Regions from separate parts of the Oryctolagus cuniculus genome. Here region 2 is linked to region 1. Evidence: chromatin contacts called from public Hi-C data. All regions are on one chromosome and are shown on one strand. The core of a region is the stretch at or near the end of the contact, and the rest is flanking DNA. Distances in the headings are between cores, read along the strand shown. Region 1 has its middle 89 kb from the start of CLINT1. Region 2 has its middle 300 kb from the start of CLINT1.

The links. Hi-C and Micro-C count contacts between places; a contact is called where the count stands out from the background.
Region 2: a contact with region 1 is called in a Hi-C map of skin fibroblasts, with 2.3 times the contacts expected there. The contact joins two enhancer-like sites. A contact is called at or near these places in 2 of 6 Hi-C or Micro-C datasets (embryonic fibroblasts and skin fibroblasts).

What each region holds. Positions count from the first base shown.
Region 1 is chr6:44,851,379-44,856,715 of mOryCun1.1, forward strand. No RefSeq gene overlaps it. Among named protein-coding and RNA genes, the nearest start is that of CLINT1, 89 kb to the left of the region's middle. Within about 2 kb of position 2,588, at least 1 of the 8 cell types and tissues checked has an H3K27ac peak or open chromatin away from gene starts, as enhancers often do.
Region 2 is chr6:45,064,603-45,069,487 of mOryCun1.1, forward strand. No RefSeq gene overlaps it. Among named protein-coding and RNA genes, the nearest start is that of CLINT1, 300 kb to the left of the region's middle. Within about 2 kb of position 1,914, at least 2 of the 8 cell types and tissues checked have an H3K27ac peak or open chromatin away from gene starts, as enhancers often do.

The sequences.
Region 1 (5,337 bases), core at 1,338-3,837:
GCTCCACTTCTGATCCGGCTCCCTATTAATGTGGCTGGGAAGGCGGCAGAAAATGGCCCAAGTGCTTGGGCTCCTGCACCCATGTGGGAGGCCCAGAAGAAGCTCCTGGCTTCAGTATGGCCTTGCTTCAGCCATTGTGGTAATTTGGGGAGTGAACCAGCAGATAGAAGACCTCTCTCTCTCTCTGTCTCTCCCTCTCTCAGTCTGTAACTTTGCCTCTCAAATAATTACTTAAATCTTTTAAAAAATGTATATGGGTAATTTTTAAATAAAAGACATTTCTCAGTTCTAGAGGTTGGAAAGACCAAGAAGGATCAAGGTGTCGGTTCTAGAAGGAAGCCTTTTCTAGAAAGGTTTCAAACCTTTCCACAGTGAGCAGGCCTCATGACCTCATCACCTCTTAAAGACCCTCACCTTTTAATAATATCACATGGGCAACACCTGAAGTTTGGAAGACACACACGTTTAAACCATAGCACTAAATGAAAGAAAGCTTACCCTCCCTAAAGTGGGTGGAGTCATCTGATCTGATGATGACCCATACAGAGCAAGACAGAGGAAGGGAGAAGTCTTTCTCCGTTGAGTTGGGACGACCATCTTCTCTTGCCCTGGGACATTGGAGCTCCGTTTTCTCAAGCCTTTGGACTCAGGGATTTTTTCACTATCAGCTCCACACTCCCACTTCTGTTTTGGGGCCTTTGGTCTCAGACTGGATGGGCACTATTTGGCTTTTTGGCTGCCAGTTTTTAGGCTTGAACTAGAACTAAACCACCGGCTCTCCTGGGCCTCCAGCTCGAAGATCGCAGGCGGTGGGACTTCTCAGCCTCCACGATCAGGTGAACCAGTCCCTCACAATGTGGCTTTTCCTGTAGCTCTATATAAACCTCATGGATTGTGTTTCCCTGGAGAACCCTGACAGTAGAAAGAACAAAATACTAAATCTCTCCTCCCTTTTTCAATTCTGAGCTAGAGTACTAAAAACTGAGAAATGTCTCATCTATTATTACAAACTTCTAACTCAATTACCTTAGGTCAGAGATAATAGCCCGAGGATTCCCGTTACTGAAATTTATTGAAGGCCTTTTTATGGCCTAAAACATGATAATTTTTTTCAATTGTTTTTCATGTAAGTCTTCCAGGTAAAATTTTCCTTGAACAAATGTTCTTGCAGCAGAGGATACTTTAAAAATTTTAAATTAAGCTGGAGGGAGAGATTGCTAAGAGAGGGATTTCAGCATCAGAAACATGTCTTTGGATATTTGAAGTCCTGAGAATATTTGAGGTCTTGTTGGGACTGAAGAAATATAAAGTAGACATACAGAGCTCACCACAGCCCTTGCAATGTGCCTAAAAGACAATACAGTATTTGCTAGCATTATTAATGTATAAGCATCGCATAGGTGGAAAACTAGAGCTCATACTTTTGTTCTGTTTTTCAACAAATGTTTACTGAGCCCTTATTAAATGCTCCCAAGAGGCAGAATTCTAGGTGCTGGGGAAACCACACTCTCAACAAAGTCCCTGAGTTTCTTGGGCTTTGGTGTGGAGTGGGGAAAGTACAATAACAAATCAGTCAGTTTACAGATAAATTGAGAGGGTGATAAGTGATAGGAAGAGCGATGTGTTGGCATTACTGTGTATTAGACTAGGTTAGCAGGGGATGGGGACTAACATTTAAGCTGAAACCCCCTTTACAGGAACCCGATATGCAAAGAGAGATCTAGGAAAAGGATGTACCAGGCTGAGATTACTGCAGGTGTAGAGGCTCTGGAATAAGCCTGGTGTTCCAGGTGCAGAGAGAGAGGCAATCAGTGTGGCTGAGCCTTAATGAGCAGGCAGAAGGGTAGTGGAAGTTGCTCCTAGAGAGGCAGGCACAGGTGGAGGTGAGATTCCCACTACAGCAGTACATTTTGTGTTTCATTTTGCACGATTCTGGGTCCCTGAAGTCTGTGTTCGTGTGCAGCTGCAGTGCAAGTTTCTAAAAATCACCTTCCTCATCCTGTCTGCTACCCGCTCCGGTCTAGATCAGTCCACTAGAAAGTCCATTCTGAAAGAGTCATGGCTTGCAGCTGGCCTCACCCCCGGCTGCTCCCAGGGAGCGCTGGCGAGCTGCTGAAGAGCCCTCCGGGAGTTGATTCTGCTTTTTCGCTCTGCCCTGACCCCTGGTGGAATTGGCCTGTTAAGACATAGCTCTAGCGAGAACTGGAAGCTTTTGGCTGCTTTCCCCCGTTTGGGAGTATCTGCTGTGGTACAATGGACTCCAGTTTCTTAGGTCCTCTGTAGGTTTCCAGGACCTGTGGAGGGGCAGAATTTTAGACGCTGTCATGAGGAAGGCAAGTGGCTTTTGACCATCCAATGTGATGGAAGAAAAATTTCCAATTTGAATGAAAGTACCCCTTCCCCTTTTGTCAGGCACAATGTGTGGGCATGGGTCTCAGCCTGACCAATGGGAACATGACATTGCACTGGGCCCAGGATTGGGTTCAGAGAGGGGTGCATAACCCAGTATAAACCAATCAGATATTCTCTAAGTCTTGGAACCTGGGTTTTGAGAGATCTTTATCTGGATCTAGTTACAAGTCAACCAGTCAACATCTGTTTGGAGAAAGGCTGCTGCTGAGAATTAAATCAGCAGTGAGGATGAAGTTGGGGTGTGGAGATGCAAGGGAAGATGCCATTTAAGGTCCTTCTGGTTGTGCTTAGAGTGAGCCAATAAATATGCATCCCCCAAGCTATTTTCTCTGGGTGTCTGTTGTTTGCAATTGGAAATCTCCTAATACGACAATCAGGGCTTGTCATTACTTTTATTTTTAGAACTAGAGAATCCAAGATAAGTTTGAAGTGGATATACTATCTACTTTACTTAAGGACATTCACCACATTTGTAATTATATAGTGAATGAGCTGTGTGACTGTTTCTAAATCTCTCCTTCATTCCATGAAGGGTGGAACCATATTTGTTTTGCTCAATAAATATTTGTGGAATGAATAAATAATTGCATGGCAATGTTTACTGATGTGAGAGGGTAATTTCCATTATCTCATAGTATTGTGACTATCTAGAAAAATGTGCTTATTCTTGAATACTTCATGCTGCAGTGTTCAGAGGCGAAGTGGGATGATGCCTGAAGTTTAGCTGGCTAACAAAAAAACTGATCCATGTATAGGTTATGCCAAAAAGTTAATGGAAAGTGGAATTGAAATATTTTATTTTAATGCACAACATGTGAAATCCTTGAATATGCAGGGTCTTCAAAAAATTCACGGAGGGGCCAGTGTAGTGGCACACTGTTAAGCTATTCTTTCTGATGATGGCATCCCATACTGGAGTGCTGGTTTGAACTATGGCTTCTCAGCTTCTGATCCTGCCTCCTGGTAATGTGCAAGGGAAGGCAGGGGAAGATGTCCTAAGTGCTTGGGCCCCTGTCACACAGGTGGGACGGATGGATTTCCTGGATCCTGACTTCAACCTGTTCCAGCCTGAGTTGTTGTGGCCATTTGATAAGTGAATTAGCAGATAGAAAACCTTTCTCTCCTCCCTTCTATCTGATGATCCGCCTTTCAAATAAATAAATAAATCCTTTTTTTAAAAAACAAAGCTCATGGATATGCATAATATGAAAAAAGACAAGGATTTCAATTTTTGATCAAAAAATTTATATGCTAATTCCATTTTCCATCAACTATTTGAAGTTCTGTTGTGTTTAAGCAGGGGAGATAGAAAACACATAAGGGAAAATGTTTAATTGTTGAAATGTGGCTACAAAGACTGTTAATTGTACTATTTTTTCAAGTTTTATGCTTAAAAATTATCAACATAGAAAGTTAGGAAAAGGAGAAAATACTACCATTATCTGAATGGGCACTCATATTTATCTTGCCTTTAAGAAACTTAAAAAGTCTAAATTATAGGACAAATGTATGAAAGACTAAAATATTTGTACTATAAAGGAAATGTTTATTTTCTACAAAAAACCCTCAAGTCTTCTTCAAATAATCACAGTTAAAATGATCTAATGAAATCAGAGTTCAGTGGTAAATAAAACTGGAATTAACCCAAAAGAATGAAACATATTTATTTCCCCTCTCCCTCCATTCCTTTTTATTTTGCTAAAATAAATTTTTTTCAGATTACAAAAAATCTTTGTTAAAAAAAGGGAAAGCTCATATCCTAAGGAAAAATGTAAAAGAGAGCAAAAATTATCCCATGGTATCACTACTTAAGCATAATGGTGGAAACAGATCAAAGCACTGTCCTGAGCAGTTCACATATGTGAACATATGTGTCACTGATAACCCTAGGGTAGTTTTTACTACCACTCACATTAAAAACTTTAAAAAAAATTATTTGAAAGGTAGAGAGACAGAGAAAGTGAGAGAGGGACTGAATGCAACAGAAGAATAACTTGAATCCATTAGTTGACTCCCCAAATGCCAATGACAGCTTGGGCTGTGCCAGGAACCAGCAACTCAGTCTAGGTCTGCCATGTGGGTGGCAAAGTCTCCACTAGTTTTCTTTTTTTAAAATAATTCTCAAAATTTATGTAAGGTGAGCAAATTTCATACAGATTTAGGAACATAGTGATGCTTCTTACTCTACCCTCCTTCTTGCCCATGTTCCCACTCTCCCTTCTCCTTCCTTTATTATTAATTTTTACAATGATATGCTTTCATTTTCTAATCATAAGATTAAACCTCTGCTAAGTATCCAAAAAAATAAGGAAAAAAACCAAACTGTTCTACAGCAGTAGAAACGAGGGCTGTAAACTAGTCAATTCTCAAAAAGTCAGTTTCAGTAATAGACATTATCTTTTGGTACTCTATTAGTTACCATATATCAGGGAGAACATAAGATATTTGTCCTTTTGGTACTGGCTTATTTCATTAAGTATAATGATTTTCAGTATAATGATTTTGTTGCCCAAGACAGGATTTCATTCTTTTTTATGGCTAGTCATTTCTAGTCATTGGTTGATGTGTATGTGGGTTGATTACATATCTTAACTATTGTGAATTGAGCTACAATAAACATGGAGTACAGATAACTCTTTCATATGCTGATTTAATTTAATTTGTGTAAATTCCCAGGAGTGTGATGGCTGGGTCATATGGTAGATTTGTGTTCAGCTTTCTGAGGGATGTTCATAGTGTCTTCCACAGTGGCTGTACTAGTTTGAATTCCCACCAACATTAGATTAGGCAATCTTTTCCCCTACATCCTCACCAGCATTTTTTACAAAAATTTTTGTGTGAGAGCCATTCTAACTGGGATAAGATGAAACTTCATTGTGGTTTTAATTTACATTTTTCCAATGGCTAGTGATCCTGACCATTTTT
Region 2 (4,885 bases), core at 664-3,163, 210 kb after region 1:
GTGTGTCCTTTCACCTGCAGTGGCTGACAGATAACTCTTTAAGAAACAGTCCTTGCCTATTACTTGCACCAAATAAATGGAAGTTACTAGTGCTCAACTAGGTCTTGGAGTCTTTCTCTCACCAAATGACTCTGGGGGTTGAATGGACAAAGGCCAGAAATAATTTCAGTAGGATTGAATTTAGGGGTGCATCTCGGTCAGGAAGCTACAAGGAAAAGAGGTTTGTTCCAAAAGCCATTGGAGCAGGTTATGTTACTGGGATAGGCATAAGAATTATCACAGCGTGTCCCTTAACTCAGCTTTTTAATTAATATTCAAGAATTTGCTTTCTGACTCCTGCCCAAGTCACTCACTGCAAGGTCTTAACACAAAATCAGCAGCACCTGGAAAATCTATAACATTCATGTTTCCACTCTCCAGGCCAATGCCTGTAGCAATGGCATCCGTCACTAACTGGTGCCACTATGTTCTCTGGAAAGGTGAAGGTGTGGCTTCGAGATCGTTTGTGCCTAGTTATCTGAGCAGCCATGGAGTCGGTCACAGACTCTAGCCAGAGCTCCCACTCTGGGCAGTGCTCTTCAGATGTTTCCTTCTTGGGTGAATGAGATTGCAGGACTTGGGTACTCTTGTCGAGGCAATATGAATTTCTACCCCTACTGAATGTCACTAGAGGCAACCTGAGATATTGGAAAGGATGATAGAAGAAGAGATATGAGGTTAGGGTATAGTCTTGATATTGCTACAAAAGAGCTGGGAGGTCTTATGTAAGACATCACCTGACTGGCCCTCAGTTTGCTTCCTCTGTAAGAGGAGGGGTTTGAGAAGATTAATTGCTGTGGCCTTGGAATGTCTTTGGTGTTATGCAGCAGCTGGGTCCTGCACATGCTCTACTCCAGGGAAGGCAAACATGTGACCAGCATGCGGCTGCCGTACGTGCCCATGCCTTCAGCAGGCACTGGCAGTGTTTCACAGCAGTCTTCCCTGTTTATGTGCACTTGGTCTTAGAATCCTTCTCGGTCTTTTTGGTAGAGGTCTAATAAGCTGCTACTGATTGATCAGGCTATGCAAGGGAAATAAAAATGATTTGCCTTTCTAATGGGCTTAATTGTGTCCCTCCCATAAATTCAGATGGAAATAGGGTCATCACAGAAGGGATAAAGCAGAAATGACAGAGGAACAAAGAGTGCCACATAGCTCCAGAGAGGGGTCCAAGCCATTATTCAGATATCCAAAGCCACCGGGTTGAATCACCACTTCAGATCTGGTGGAGTTTGATTGGCTGAGAGAAAGAGAAATTGGAGCTGGGAGGTTGTCTCAGCACTTAGCTAAGGGTTTGGAATTTCACCTGCTAGATGGCGCTGTCCTCTAAGAAAAGGCACCGGCTCTGCTTGAATGGAAGCTTTGCTAAGGAAACAGGAACAGCACAAGTTGAAAAGTATTGTTGGGCTGGAGGTAAGGGGCTGGAAGCAGCCTTTTCTCCAGCAGCAACATCTCCTGTTGTAGTGCTTCTGGTTCCTTTTAGAATTTTTATTTTGCAGTGTGAGAGTTGGATGCATTACAGCTGAAAAGGGCTGTTTACTCTGACAAAAGATTTGTGTGTGCATGTGTGAGTGCATGCGTGTGTGTGTGTGTGTGTGTGTGTGTATGTGTATCATGGGGAGGGCGCAGTTTTAGTCATGAAGTCCCTCCCCAAAGCTACATCTTACTAATGACATGTCTCAAACCTGATGTTTGGCCTTGACTTCCACGAGATCACTGAAAGAAAGGAACAGTTGGTTCTTTCTGCCTTCTGTGCACTGAGCTGGATGCCTGGCATGCGGAGTGACTGCACTCTGAAGCCTTCTAGCTCAGCTCTAGTCAGGAGCAGACTGCATGTAGGCACCAAGACCCCTTGTCTGTGCAGTTTTCATTTTAGACAGACAGACTGGCTCCTGGGGCTCAACTTCTCCTACTCTATCAGCAGCCAGAAGGAAGAAAAACAAAGATAAGGGGAGGGGAAGGTGAAAACCAGGAGGGGACTCAAAGGGCTGGAGGGGAAGACAGATGAGAGTCTCCGGAAGCAAAGGGCAGAGGTGAAGGGTGTGAGGGAAGGAGAGTGAAAGAAGGGGACCAGGTGTCCAGAAGGAAAGGGGAGTAGCTATGGAGGAGGAGAGAGGATGGAGGCTGCCGGAAGTGGGAGAAGTGGGAACTGGAGTGAGATTTCACGTCCTCATTGCTGGAGCCAAGACACTGAAAAGGCAGGGAATGGAGGCTGTGTCTGGCCAACAGGAAGATGGGGGCAGGGAAGCTGAGTCACTGGGGAAAATCTGATCAAGGTCCAGAAGGAGGGGAAACCGCCACAGTGAGGAAGTTGCAGAAAAGCCAGGTGGGAGATGGGCAAGCAAGCCTTGATCAGGAGGTCCTGGAAGCTAGGAAGGCAGAGAGCAGAGCTGAGCTAAGACAGGAAAAAACCAAGGAGAAGGAACAAGCAGAGCACAACACACAAGTGAGAGTGAGGGAACAGGGAAGGGGCCATTAATAGAATGCTTACCTGCATGTCGTAAAAACTGGAATGTGTGTGTTTTGGCCTGCGGCCATTGTGCAGGAAACACAGTGTGGCTTTTAAGCAAGTTGTGGAGTGGTTGAGTCCACACGTTAGTAGCTTACCTTAGTGTGTTGCTTTGAAATGCAGCTGTGAGCAGCTGCCCTCTGACTGGCTGGCAGCCTGCTGTCGGAGACATCTGACAGAGCTACTGTCCGAACAGAGGTTTTGTCCCTGCTCTGTTACGGTGCTCCAGGTTCGGAGGCACCACTTCTCTTCCAGGATAAGAGTTGAATTGTGGTCCCTGTGACAGTGTCTTGTGGTTGGACAGGGGTGAAAGCTCTGAGAGGGCAGAAGAGGGGAAAAGCGGTTAAGGGTAATGTGGGATCGGGTCTGGCGCTGTAGCTTAGTGGACTAAGCCTCTACCTGCAGTGCTGGCATCCCATATGGGTACTGGGTCATGTCTCAGCTATTTTCCCGATCCAGCTCTCTGCTTATGGCCTGGGAGGACAGCGGAAGATGGCCCAAGTATTTGGGCCCCTGCACCTGTGTGGGAGCCTCAGGAGAAGCTCCTGGATCCTAGTTTGGATTGGCTCAGCTCCAGACATTGGGGCCATCTGGGGAGTGAACCAGCAGATGGAAGACCTTTCTCTATATCTTTTCTTCTCTTTCTGAAACTCTACCTCTCAAATAAATAATATCTTTAAAAAAAAAGGTAATGTAGGATGGAGGTTAAGAGGCCCCTGGAGACTGATGGCCACAGTCTAGTTTCTAGTTTTACCACTTTACTCTGACACATGAGAAGTCTTCTAGAGTTTGTGGAAGAATGGAATGAAAAGTGAGTTTATTTTAGTAAATTTTTTTTTGTGAATATTCATGTGTAATTTTTATGTGTTACGTATTTTCCATGGGCATTTGGCAGCCCTTGTATGTGACATTTCACTGCTATGGGCTTTAACAACTCATCTGTAGAATTGAGGTATGGGGGTGGGATTTGTGCTGCTCCTGGTTAATTAACACTTGGGATGCCTGAATTCCATATCATGTGCCAACAACTCCACTTCCAATCCAGCTTCCTCTTAGTGTGTCTGGGAGGCAGCATGTGACGGCTCAAGTACTGGGGTCCCTGACACCCTTGTGGCAGACCTGGGTGGTGGAGCCCCTGGTTCCTGGGTTTAATCATGCCCAGCCTTAACTGTTGGAGCCCGTGGGGAATGGGCCAGCCGATGGAAGATATCTGTCTGTCTCTGTCTCTCTGTCACTTGTTCATATAAATGAATAAATATTTTTTTTAAAAAAATTGGGACTAGGCCGGCGCCGTGGCTCACTAGGCTAATCCTCCGCCTAGCGGCGCCGGCACACCGGGTTCTAGTCCCGGTCGGGGCGCCGGATTCTGTCCCGGTTGCCCCTCTTCCAGGCCAGCTCTCTGCTGTGGCCCGGGAGTGCAGTGGAGGATGGCCCAGGTGCTTGGGCCCTGCACCCCATGGGAGACCAGGAAAAGCACCTGGCTCCTGGCTCCTGCCATCGGATCAGTGCGGTGCGCCGGCCGCGGCGGCCATTGGAGAGTGAACCAACGGCAAAAGGAAGACCTTTCTCTCTGTCTCTCTCTCTCACTGTCCACTCTGCCTGTCAAAAAAAAAAAAAAAATTGGGACTATAATCAGATATATCTGGTGGGTTTCTAATGAGGATTGAATGAGATGACCCATGGATGTTAGCGCCCTTCCCTTTATGATTGCTGAGGACCAGATAATGGTTCAGGGGACCAGTTCTTAAATATGGAAAAGGGGCTTAAACCTGAAGATGTTTTAGAGAGGAAATGATCTGTACCTAGCATCATTTGGGAAGATAAATCCACCAGTTACATGTGGGCTGCTCTGGGATTAGGGGAGGCCATCTTGGTGACCAGAGCTTGTTTGCGAAAGTGGGGTCCTGGACTAGGTGTGTGGGTCCTGAAAAAATATGTAGGCTATTCTGAGATATGTAGAAAATGTCAAGAACCTTTTGGTTGGATGAATAGGTGATTGGAGAGAGAAATTCCAAACATGGTGCCAAGGTTTTGAGGTCAAGGACAGGAATAAGAGGGAGCTCTCAAGCTAAGAAGGATTTTTACATTTTTAAAGGGTTGAAAAAAACCAAAAGCAGAAATGAAGACTAGGTGACAGAGTCTGTATATAGTCTGCAACACCTTAAATATTTATAATCTGGCCCTTTATAGAAAGAGTTGTCCCACTCTGGCCTGGCTGAGAGACCCAGAATACTGGCCTAGAAAAAAGGAAGCTTGGAGCGGTTTTAGACAGAGTGCAGTGTCCCCCAGAAAGCTGAAGCTATGGGACTAAAGCCAGGCGAAGTGTGTGAATAATAT